Linked DNA regions of Zea mays: region 1 is linked to region 2. The links are chromatin contacts, called in public Hi-C maps. All regions are on one chromosome and are shown on one strand. The core of a region is the stretch at or near the end of the contact, and the rest is flanking DNA. Distances in the headings are between cores, read along the strand shown.

What was found. A called contact is a pair of places that touch in the nucleus more often than the background predicts.
Region 1: a contact with region 2 is called in a Hi-C map of ear, with 2.4 times the contacts expected there. The contact joins the promoter of LOC100277514 here to the promoter of LOC103648739 in region 2. A contact is called at or near these places in 5 of 25 Hi-C or Micro-C datasets (ear, endosperm, leaf and 1 more).

The regions. Positions count from the first base shown.
Region 1 is chr2:78,093,847-78,098,472 of Zm-B73-REFERENCE-NAM-5.0, reverse strand. LOC100277514 (Protein XRI1) reads right to left here and starts at 1,589. Exons shown (of 9, transcript NM_001374010.1): 1 at 1,272-1,589; 2 at 145-194; 3 at 1-40. The coding sequence starts at 1,333.
Region 2 is chr2:77,873,725-77,878,463 of Zm-B73-REFERENCE-NAM-5.0, reverse strand. It overlaps LOC103648739 (dnaJ homolog subfamily C member 2), which reads left to right and starts at 1,740. Exons shown (of 2, transcript XM_020548342.3): 1 at 1,740-2,064.

The DNA of each region.
Region 1 (4,626 bases), core at 340-2,839, 220 kb before region 2:
TCATCTTGATTGAGGCAATCCCACACAAATTTAGTAGCATCTGCTGTAAAAAAAAGATGAGACATGATGAAAAAGGAAGTCCAAACAGGTACTTTAAAGTTTGTTTGTGACATAGATGCAGGTTATGGATGTGAATGAAAGTACCATGACTTGAATCGTTAGGTTCACAATGCTGTTCTGTCCAATCCCAAAGACTGCGGAAAGCGTTACAGTATCATGTATAAGTATAATAAATTGCCAAAAATAGTGCACCAGAATAGCAAGTCAAATTACAAGCATTCAGTTCAGGAAAGAGTTAAAGGCAGGGTATAAGTTCAACCACAAACACTTAAGACAAGCCATGTTAATGAGCTTCTTTTGTACGTTTTACGCAGATTTTCACCTGATTCTACTTTGTTATGTAAGGTCAATTAGCCACTGAAACAAACAATCTAAGGCCCTGAAGTATGCATAAGCTATACACTAAATTAATTTCTGGAAATCACACATTAGAACGAACAGCACACACACGCCCCATTCCGGCCCCTGTGAACCCATATTATGTCCCATCAAAGCTTTGGCACTGGCATCAGCCTAATTCTCAACTGAGCCGGGTACAAATTGAATCAGGTAAACCTAAGGCGAGTCATGAAGATATTCTTGTAGGTAGTAGACAGCTTTTGATTTAAGTTTTGACATTGAAGGTCAATTATCTAATGAAACAAAGAATTAAGGGCTAGCAACACAGGAACTCTATTACCATCGACCTGGAACTACAACGAACAGCATACATCAGTCCAATATCCTCCCCATCCAAGCTATAGCAGCGGCATCAGCCTAATCTCTGATTCAGATATATACAAACAAATCGGCAGCTCATAGCGTGCACTGTCACATAAGACCATCCGAACCAGCTGATCGAATACTCGAATCCAATTCAACATGGAACGAGCACCCAGGACCCAGAGTCAAGGACCGGCGGATGGATCATCCCAATCCGCCAACACCGGCACACCAGATCGCTGCCTCAGTAGGATTTCTCTACTGCTAGATCGCCGACGTGAGCCAACAGCCGCCGAAATCCCTCGGCGACTGCGCGGATCTCAGCTCGCCAGCACGACCGCGCGAGGTCTCATAATATCCAACGACGGCGGCGCATCGGTCCCGAACCAAAACCTTCCCCCAATCCCACACCAAGTCCCCCGAAACACGGAGCAGCAACAAAAACGCGAGCGGAGACCAGTCCCCAAAGACGCGGATCAACGCACACGACTCGGGGCCCCCTCACCCACATTTGGCCATGGTCGTCGGCGCTTCCACCGGCGGCGCCGCCGCCATGGTACGACGGGTCCATCGGGCCGACGCAACTAGCCGTTACAACGATCTCCACCTTCTCCCCCTCGACAATCGGATTTGAGTGTCTACTCTGCGAGATGCGATGGCGAGACCGAGAACATACTGCTGCACACTCCCCAACTGCAGCTGCGCTCACGGTTGCGCCGCATTTGTAGTCCGAGGGATGAAGAGGGGTTGGTCAGAAATGGGAAGAGGGACGTGGGCACGAGATGGGCTGAGAAGGCCGTTGGGCACGACCGCACGACCCGTCGGCCTTCGCGCCGCGTGCCCAGCTCAAATCCCTCGCTCTTTGCCTGTGTCTCTCTCTCTCTTGGTGGGCGCGTGGCGCCAGAGCCGGTGCAAAGAATTGATGGCCTTCAAAAAGCCCAGCGTGCCAACTGCCAAGCCAGCCATTAGCACACTCCACAAGTCCAACTATAGTAGATTTTCATTTTTATATTTACAAATATTTGAATTTTCAAAATTAGACCTCAGAACTGAAAAATTACAAAAATAGATATTTGTTGCCCCACCAATGAGCGACATGGACCTTATAGTACAAATTTTCAAACTTTCTTCGCACCGGGTCCCTTAGGGACTTGCCACATTAGGAGGGGCGGTTGCCCTTGTGGAGGGACAATGGGTATCTATCACCTAGTGGATGGATTGCATTCTCCTAGGGTTTTATTTTGAAGCTCGAGGATTGCATTCTCTCCATTTCAACTCTCTTGTTACCATTGTTTGTGCACTATGCAAACAAGCATTTTCAATCTTTTTTGTTATATATAAGTTGTGACCCTAGCACAGATCTCAACAACACGGGCATTCATATGGATGCTAGCAGCCATGTAGCGCTTCCTAAAGTACTCTGCATAGCCATACAAGATGAACTCCATTATACCCACAAATGGGAGGTATGTATACTACACATGACCATATTATAACACTTTGGTTGATTGCCTAGATGTCATACCGGCTCTCTTCTATATCATACAAAAATGATTGATTCTTCTTCGGCACATTTTGAATCTAATGTGAGAATTGTTTTCTAGCAGTGACCCCTTCTAATTGTCTTCTATTCGAGATGGAGGCTCTTGCCTTTTTCTACTCTGCGGTCATATCATCTAGCGTCTTCCAAATAGAATTGATTTTTCCTTTGCTAGTATTGTATGCAAAGTGATAGAGGGCAAGGTCTGATCTTCCGAGAGGTAGGATAACTTGACTGGGTGGAGATCTCGACGTTGATGATCCAAGGCTCCAAACGAATGGCTCCTCGTAATCACTACACCGCGGCTTCGTTGGTTATCACCCGTGACACACGAGTGACCTCGCCACAAAGGATTATCCTTGCAAGCGCAATCAAGAACACAAGCAAGAATAGGAAGAACGCAACCAAAACTGAGTTGATTACGAGAAGGCGTCTCACAAGCCGATATGGCGACACTTTCAATGACATAATGATCTAAGCAAAACCCCAAACCTTAATAAATAGAGTATTAGGGCGTGTGTGACCCCTGGCCTTGCCCTTAATGGGCTTCGACGCGATACACGTCCCAACGGCCGAACAGACGGTGTCACAGCACCAAAACAGAATCTGAACACTGACTTATTTCGACGATTCATGTTGACTCCGGATGAATTTTAAGGTGGGACCAGTTGGGTTGGTTAGATAATCTTCTTATATTTCCAACCATATCAAGTCTGTTGCAATCGGAGTCCGGATGCGTCCTAGGCATCTATTTTAGTGCACACTGGTCCTGGAACCCGAGATGGAATCGCAGCCGAGTCGGACTTGATCTCCTTCCTGTTATGGATGCCCTTGCTACTCCTTCTCAACACCTTGGCCTTTCCCAGGTCCTTACTGATCCTCTCTAAGGTTCTGTGGGGGATGGATATCCCTCGGGTCCACTCAGGGGCAAAAACTTCGCTCGGGGCCACATGGCAGTCGCCCCTTTGTGGCATCCCGCCGTGGGCCAGGCGAATGGAAACAATGGAAGTAGGTCGACCTCAGGGCTTGAAGGGCTCACGTCCGAGCTAGTCATGGCTTAGACGTGATCATGCCGAGGTCGTTCGCTTTTCCGGCGCCCGACATCCTAAGACATCGGGGATAGCTCGGCGCAGAGGCGCCGGATTTTCCTCGGAACAGGGGAAGTTGTTTGCTACTAATTAGGAGATAAGTAGGAAGAGTGCAATCAACATGTGTGCGGGAAGTACCTCACGGTCGTGTATATAAGGCTAAGAGGGATCCCCTCCATTTTCATCTGATTAGCATTCCACAGCTCAGTAGACACCACTTGTAATATCATAACATACCAAATTCTCCTAGGAAGTAGGGTATTATGCTCCTCAAAGCTGAAATCCGCTTGTCTCTCTCTCTCTATCGTGCCCAAGCACGAACCATCGAGTCACAATCTATGACATCATCCTACCCAAAAGCACCGTGAGGGTAACCCCGGGTGTGCAGTCAGACACAAAACATCAACAGCTGGCGCTCCAGGTAGGGGGTGTGTCGTCGGTCAACGCTGTCTCCATGGCCATCGTTTTCAAAAACAAGATCACCTTCAGCCCAGGAGCAGTCTTCTGCTTCGGGACCATCTTCTACATGGCGGATGTAGAGGGAACTCTGCACCGCATAGCAACTTCATCCAAGAAGAAAACCTCTTCGGGAACACCAAGGGGAGCTACAGCGAAACCACGAACCGTGCCCCATTAACAACGCGACGGGGCATGGTGGCTAGTCAACCATGACCTCCCCATCCCGATGAACTCCATTGTCCGCCTCGCTTACTAAGGACTGGACGCGGATCACCCGGCAAAGGGAGATGAATATTCTAGACTGGGGCGGAAAAAGCACAATGGACGATTACCTTGACACCTCCGCCCTCAAAGGAGGATGAGAAAAAAGCACACCGTTGCACCTACTCCTTTCTTCCCCGACATCCTCTTCATTTAGGGGAGACTGGAATCATCGCCCATCTCTGACGATGAACCCACCGTGCTGGGGGAAGAACCTCCCTAGCGCGACGCTCGGCGACGGAGAAACAGAGGCTGAAACGTGCGGCGACATCATGAAGCTGGAGAATGGGATCCGGCTCAACCCATCTCACGAGACGAAGCCTCAAAGATGGGGGAGGCCCCTAATGAAAGAACACATCGAGAACAGCGCAACTCCCATCGCCGTGACCGTCGTCAAACTCAGGAATGCGAGCGGGAGCTAGCTGGACAAGACGCTTGGCTCCGACGGGAGAATCCGCTCCTCGCCTAGGACCTGTACCCCAACTTTGCACGAGCATTGAACACGCTGAGCGAAGT
Region 2 (4,739 bases), core at 491-2,990:
CTTGAGCAAGATGACGAACTTCTTCCGAAGCTTCATCTATCTGCCTCTGTAGGTCAGCTAGACGAGCCATCTTTTCCTTCTTTCGTTGAACCTGCTGATGGAGCATCTCCAAGTTTTGGATTTCTTGATCCAAGTCGTCCTCCGGAGGCGTTGGACTGGTGGCCTTCCTCTTCTGGCTTCGTGCCTCCCTAAGAGAAAGGACATCCTGATTGGGATCTAGCGGCTGCAGAGTGGCAGCCCCTGTGGCTGAAGCTTTCTTCGGCGGCATGACGAAGGTGATGCTTGCCGAAGATGTTCAAAACTCAAAAAATGGACGTGAGTTCACCGGAGGTGGGCGCCAATGTTGGGGACTTGTTCTCAAATGCTTCGGACTAAGAACAAGGCGACATAAAGAATGTTAAATGTTAAAGTCCTTCGTCCTTCAAGACATTATGTTCCTTCGGATATAATGAATTCCGGACGAAGGTTACGAAGGAAAAGACCTTCGTAAGCTCGATAGATGATAAAGAAGAATGCGTATATGAAATACAAATAATATTGCAGATATTATCATCAATTTATTTTTTATTTGCATTATCATATCCATAATAACAAATTATAAATGTACCTTCAGACTGACGGAAAGTAAAGGTACATGCGTGATGCGAAAAGCGGATGCCAAGTCAGCGTGAACAGTACGGGAGTACTGTTCATCTATTTATAGGCACGGGACGCAGCCCGTGTAAAATTACATTAATGCCCTTTACATTTATCAATAACTCTATAGTAATTCTTCGAGGTCTAATTTGGCTTTTCATCTTTAAGTCGGTTCCCCTTTTCTGCTGTCATGCCGAAGCTTTTCTGCGTATAGCTTCGTGATTGTCTTATCCTTCGTCATGATCGCCTTTCATCCCACTTCAAGCTTCGTCTTGACCATACTCTTGTATACCCGTAACCCGATTCCGAAGATAGCTGTTCGCATATTTCACTTGGAAAACATTGTCAAATCATGTTTTTGAGGACCTTCGGAAGTCGAAGGCCCCAACAATCACATCTTACACTAGGGTGATATTGTATTGTGTAAAAACTGTCCTCCCTTTTGAGTACGTTTTTTTCAACTTCAATGTGAATGTTAAATTTCATATTGCTAGAAGATTCATGGCAATATTTGAAGAAATAAATAAAGATTATGCAACGACAGATATTTGTTGGAAAATATTCATGAGTAGCAGACGTAACGTTTGCTGTTTGCAACCCGAGTAGAGATGGCAATGGGGCCCCGATCCCCGATTCCCCGCGGGGAATTCCTCCATTAGGAGATGGGGATGGGGAAGGTTCTCCCCCCGCGGGATGTAAACGGGGGAAAATCCTCCCCCGATGGGTAAACGGAGACGGGGATGGGGACCCGTTAAACTTATATATGATAATGTTTTCATGTAATATATAATGATAAAAATAAATAATTACATTGTTAAGAGATAACTCGTTGTATAAATATGTTATTTTGATGTACACATAATGAGTTCTAACATCTGACAATGTATATAAGTGATAATGTTTTATATTAATAACAAAGAAAGTATGTCATAGTTATAATTTAAACGGGGACGGGGATCCCCGATGGGGATTTATCCCCGCGGGGAACGGGGATGTGGAAGAAATCCCACGCAAGAGTTCGTGGGGATCCCCGCGGGGAATTTTTTTTGTCGCGGGGACAGGTACGGGAAGCCAAAACCCGACGGGTTGCCATCCCTGAACCCGAGGCAGCCATGCCGATGCGTGTTTTTTTTCGAAAACGAAAAAGGAAAACCATTATGCGTTTCCGAGTATCGAGCGTCTCCTTGACGCGGGCGCCCGGAGCCATCTCCACCGTCAGTGGCGAGATCGGACGGCCTGCTGGAGGTGTTGGGCCCATCCGTCCCCGGGTACTCATTCCCTCTTCAATACAAAACCAGCCGCAGTTCTCCATTTTCGAGCGCAGAAGCGAGAGATATCCGGAGCAGCCGCAGTCCACCGACCCCGCCGCCGGTCGCCCTCCATCTCCTCGCCGCCGGTCGCCCTCCATCTCCTCGCCGCTGCCTCTCGGTAAGGCCCTTTCCTTTGCCCGCTCAACCCTCGGTTCGTTGTCTCGCTTCCATGTCCTGATTTGCGCCGTAAGCGCCCGTATCTAGCCGCAAGGTTGAGATTCGCGTCCATTTCTGGCTTCCGAGCGTCCGTTGGTTGTCGGTAGACGCGCATCTGTTGAATTTTGTGACTCACCGTCGTCGATCCGCAGGGTATCCCCTCCCTAGGGACCGTGGATGCGGCTGTTGCGGCTGTACGCATTAGATTCTTCGGAGTATGTTGCGGCTTAGATTCTCCAGAGAAAGATGGAGATCTGTTGTGCATTGCGGTTTTCGGTGGTTGATCCGTCGATTTTTTTCGTTTCATGTTATGTCTAGGTTAGACCTAATTGTTTAGGTAACCTCGTATCACTGGATGCGTATCTCCCCAGATGGTTCACGTTTGCGTAGAAGCTTGTGAATCCTGGGCTTGGTCATCTTTTTTCTTCAGTGGCGCGACGCTGCCAAGAAGCCAAGTTCCTGGGGCGAAGAGATTGAGGAACGGGAACTCGGGTCGAGGATCACTATTTTTTGGAGGCATGGAACAAAGGGGCTATAGCTCCTTGTATGCTCTATTTGATAACCAGAACGCCAACCGTAAAATTTTGGAACGATAATGTGGAACGAGGTTCCCAAAACAGCCAACTAGTAAATATTCCTGTATAGAAAAAAATAATTCAAAGCAACGTGACATGATTAACAATTTGTCCATGTAATATGAGCACATGGTTGGCGATCCCTTTGTCTTATTGCTTTGCCAGTCCTCTGACCTCCGCTCCTCCAATATCCATGCGGTGCTTCGCTTCCGCGAAGGTACATGCCCCTTGCTTGTGCAGGATGATGGTTTATCCGACATCCTACTTGGGTGAGGGTCGTGTCCCAACCATGGTTCCATACGATGTTCCATATGGTCCCGTTCCCGATCAGGCCACGAAACCGATCAGGCCACGGAACGTGGAACCCCACATGCTTCCATGTTCCCGGTTTCATAGAATTGTACAAGGACTTGTCGTATATTACTAGCCAAATTTACTTTTACAAAATGATTTAGCTAGTCTCATGGAGTTGCTGTCATGCTGTGGTTAGAATACCGTATATAGTCACACAAACAATGGTTTGCACGGCAAACCGTATTGTTTACAAAGTTGGATTTGAAATAGAAGATGAGATAAGTAATACGACTAAAAATAGCCTTAGAAGAGTAGCTTAGAATACGAGTGAGTTTTTTTATAGGTACGTGAGAACTGTGTCTAAACTATATTTGTAAAATATACTTAAAATTCAATATACAAATTAAAGTAAGGCATAATAAACAAGAAGAAAGACAAAAACAATTAAATTCAGTCAAGACAAAAAGCAAAGAACCTGGTCTGAAATGGCAAAATATGTTAACTAGGCGAAAAGCATACAGTCATATGGGCCGAAAGAACTAACTGGGCCGCGTGGTCTAACCAAGGAAGGGAAGGGATACTATAAAATGAACTTTAAAATGAAGTTATGACTATGTGCTGCAGAAGCAGCATTGCCTGTTTCATCTGATATTGCTTCAATCAAGCAAACTGAACCAGTTGCTGACAGTGCTGTATCAGAGTATCCAATGGGTGAACAAAATCTCGAGAAGTGAAATGAATCTCTGAGAGCAGCAGAGTTTCTTTCACGTGGTGGTGGACCATTACTGCATTCTAAATCAAGAGCAAAACCAGACAAAATTGATTCTTTGAGTGTATAAATGGCTGGCATTTACAATTGTCAAGGCTATCCATAAAAAGTATGAAATTATTAAGGTTTCATCATTTGGTAACTCACACTGACACCTTGATATTTTAATAACAGACTATAAAGGGATGTTTTAAGGTGCAGTCACTTTTAGGCCTTCCTAGTATAAGCATCTCATTATGAGGGAAAACAAGTATTTGACCTAAGTAATATATAATCACATTCTAAATAATAAATGCACTGCTTCGGAGCGCATGACTTCCTTGTATGTTCCAACCTCTCTTAAGGCACTTATAAATTTGGTCATTACAGGCCCTGGAAAGGAGATGAAAATTCAGTATGCTCAGTAGAAGAACTGGCGACACTAAGCTCAACTGTACTCCTATGTGGGTTGTTGCCAGACAAGCAAGGCACTGCACCTGCCACAGAATCAATCAGGTCAAATTATTGTACGTCTGATGATTATACCCATTCCAAATGTGTCATTAAAAAATAATTGTACACACCAGGTGGTTAAGTACATCTAACTCCATACCTCACGGTTGTATCATCTTCTTCTCTACCAATCCAAAGTCACAAATTAGCTTCCCTACATACTACGTGTAAGATTTGGTTAAGCTAGCACTCATCAAGTTTTTTTTCTCATCATCTATACAAATCAAAACTTTAAATAAAAAACAAAATAGTCCATTTGAAGAACCTATTTTCCTCTTTTTTGAGTTTAAGGTTATTTCATTCCCCAAGCATCAAGAGACCCACAGCCTGATGCCAGAATCAGTAACATCAACTGTTTACATCAACTCTCTGTCTCTCTTGTTACATCCAAATTTCAGCACATAACCAGCCATTACTCTGACCATACCAGTACAAAAACAACCGGAACAGATAACTATTCAACATTTGCAACTTGCTACTTTAGACCTTGTACAATTTTCTTACACG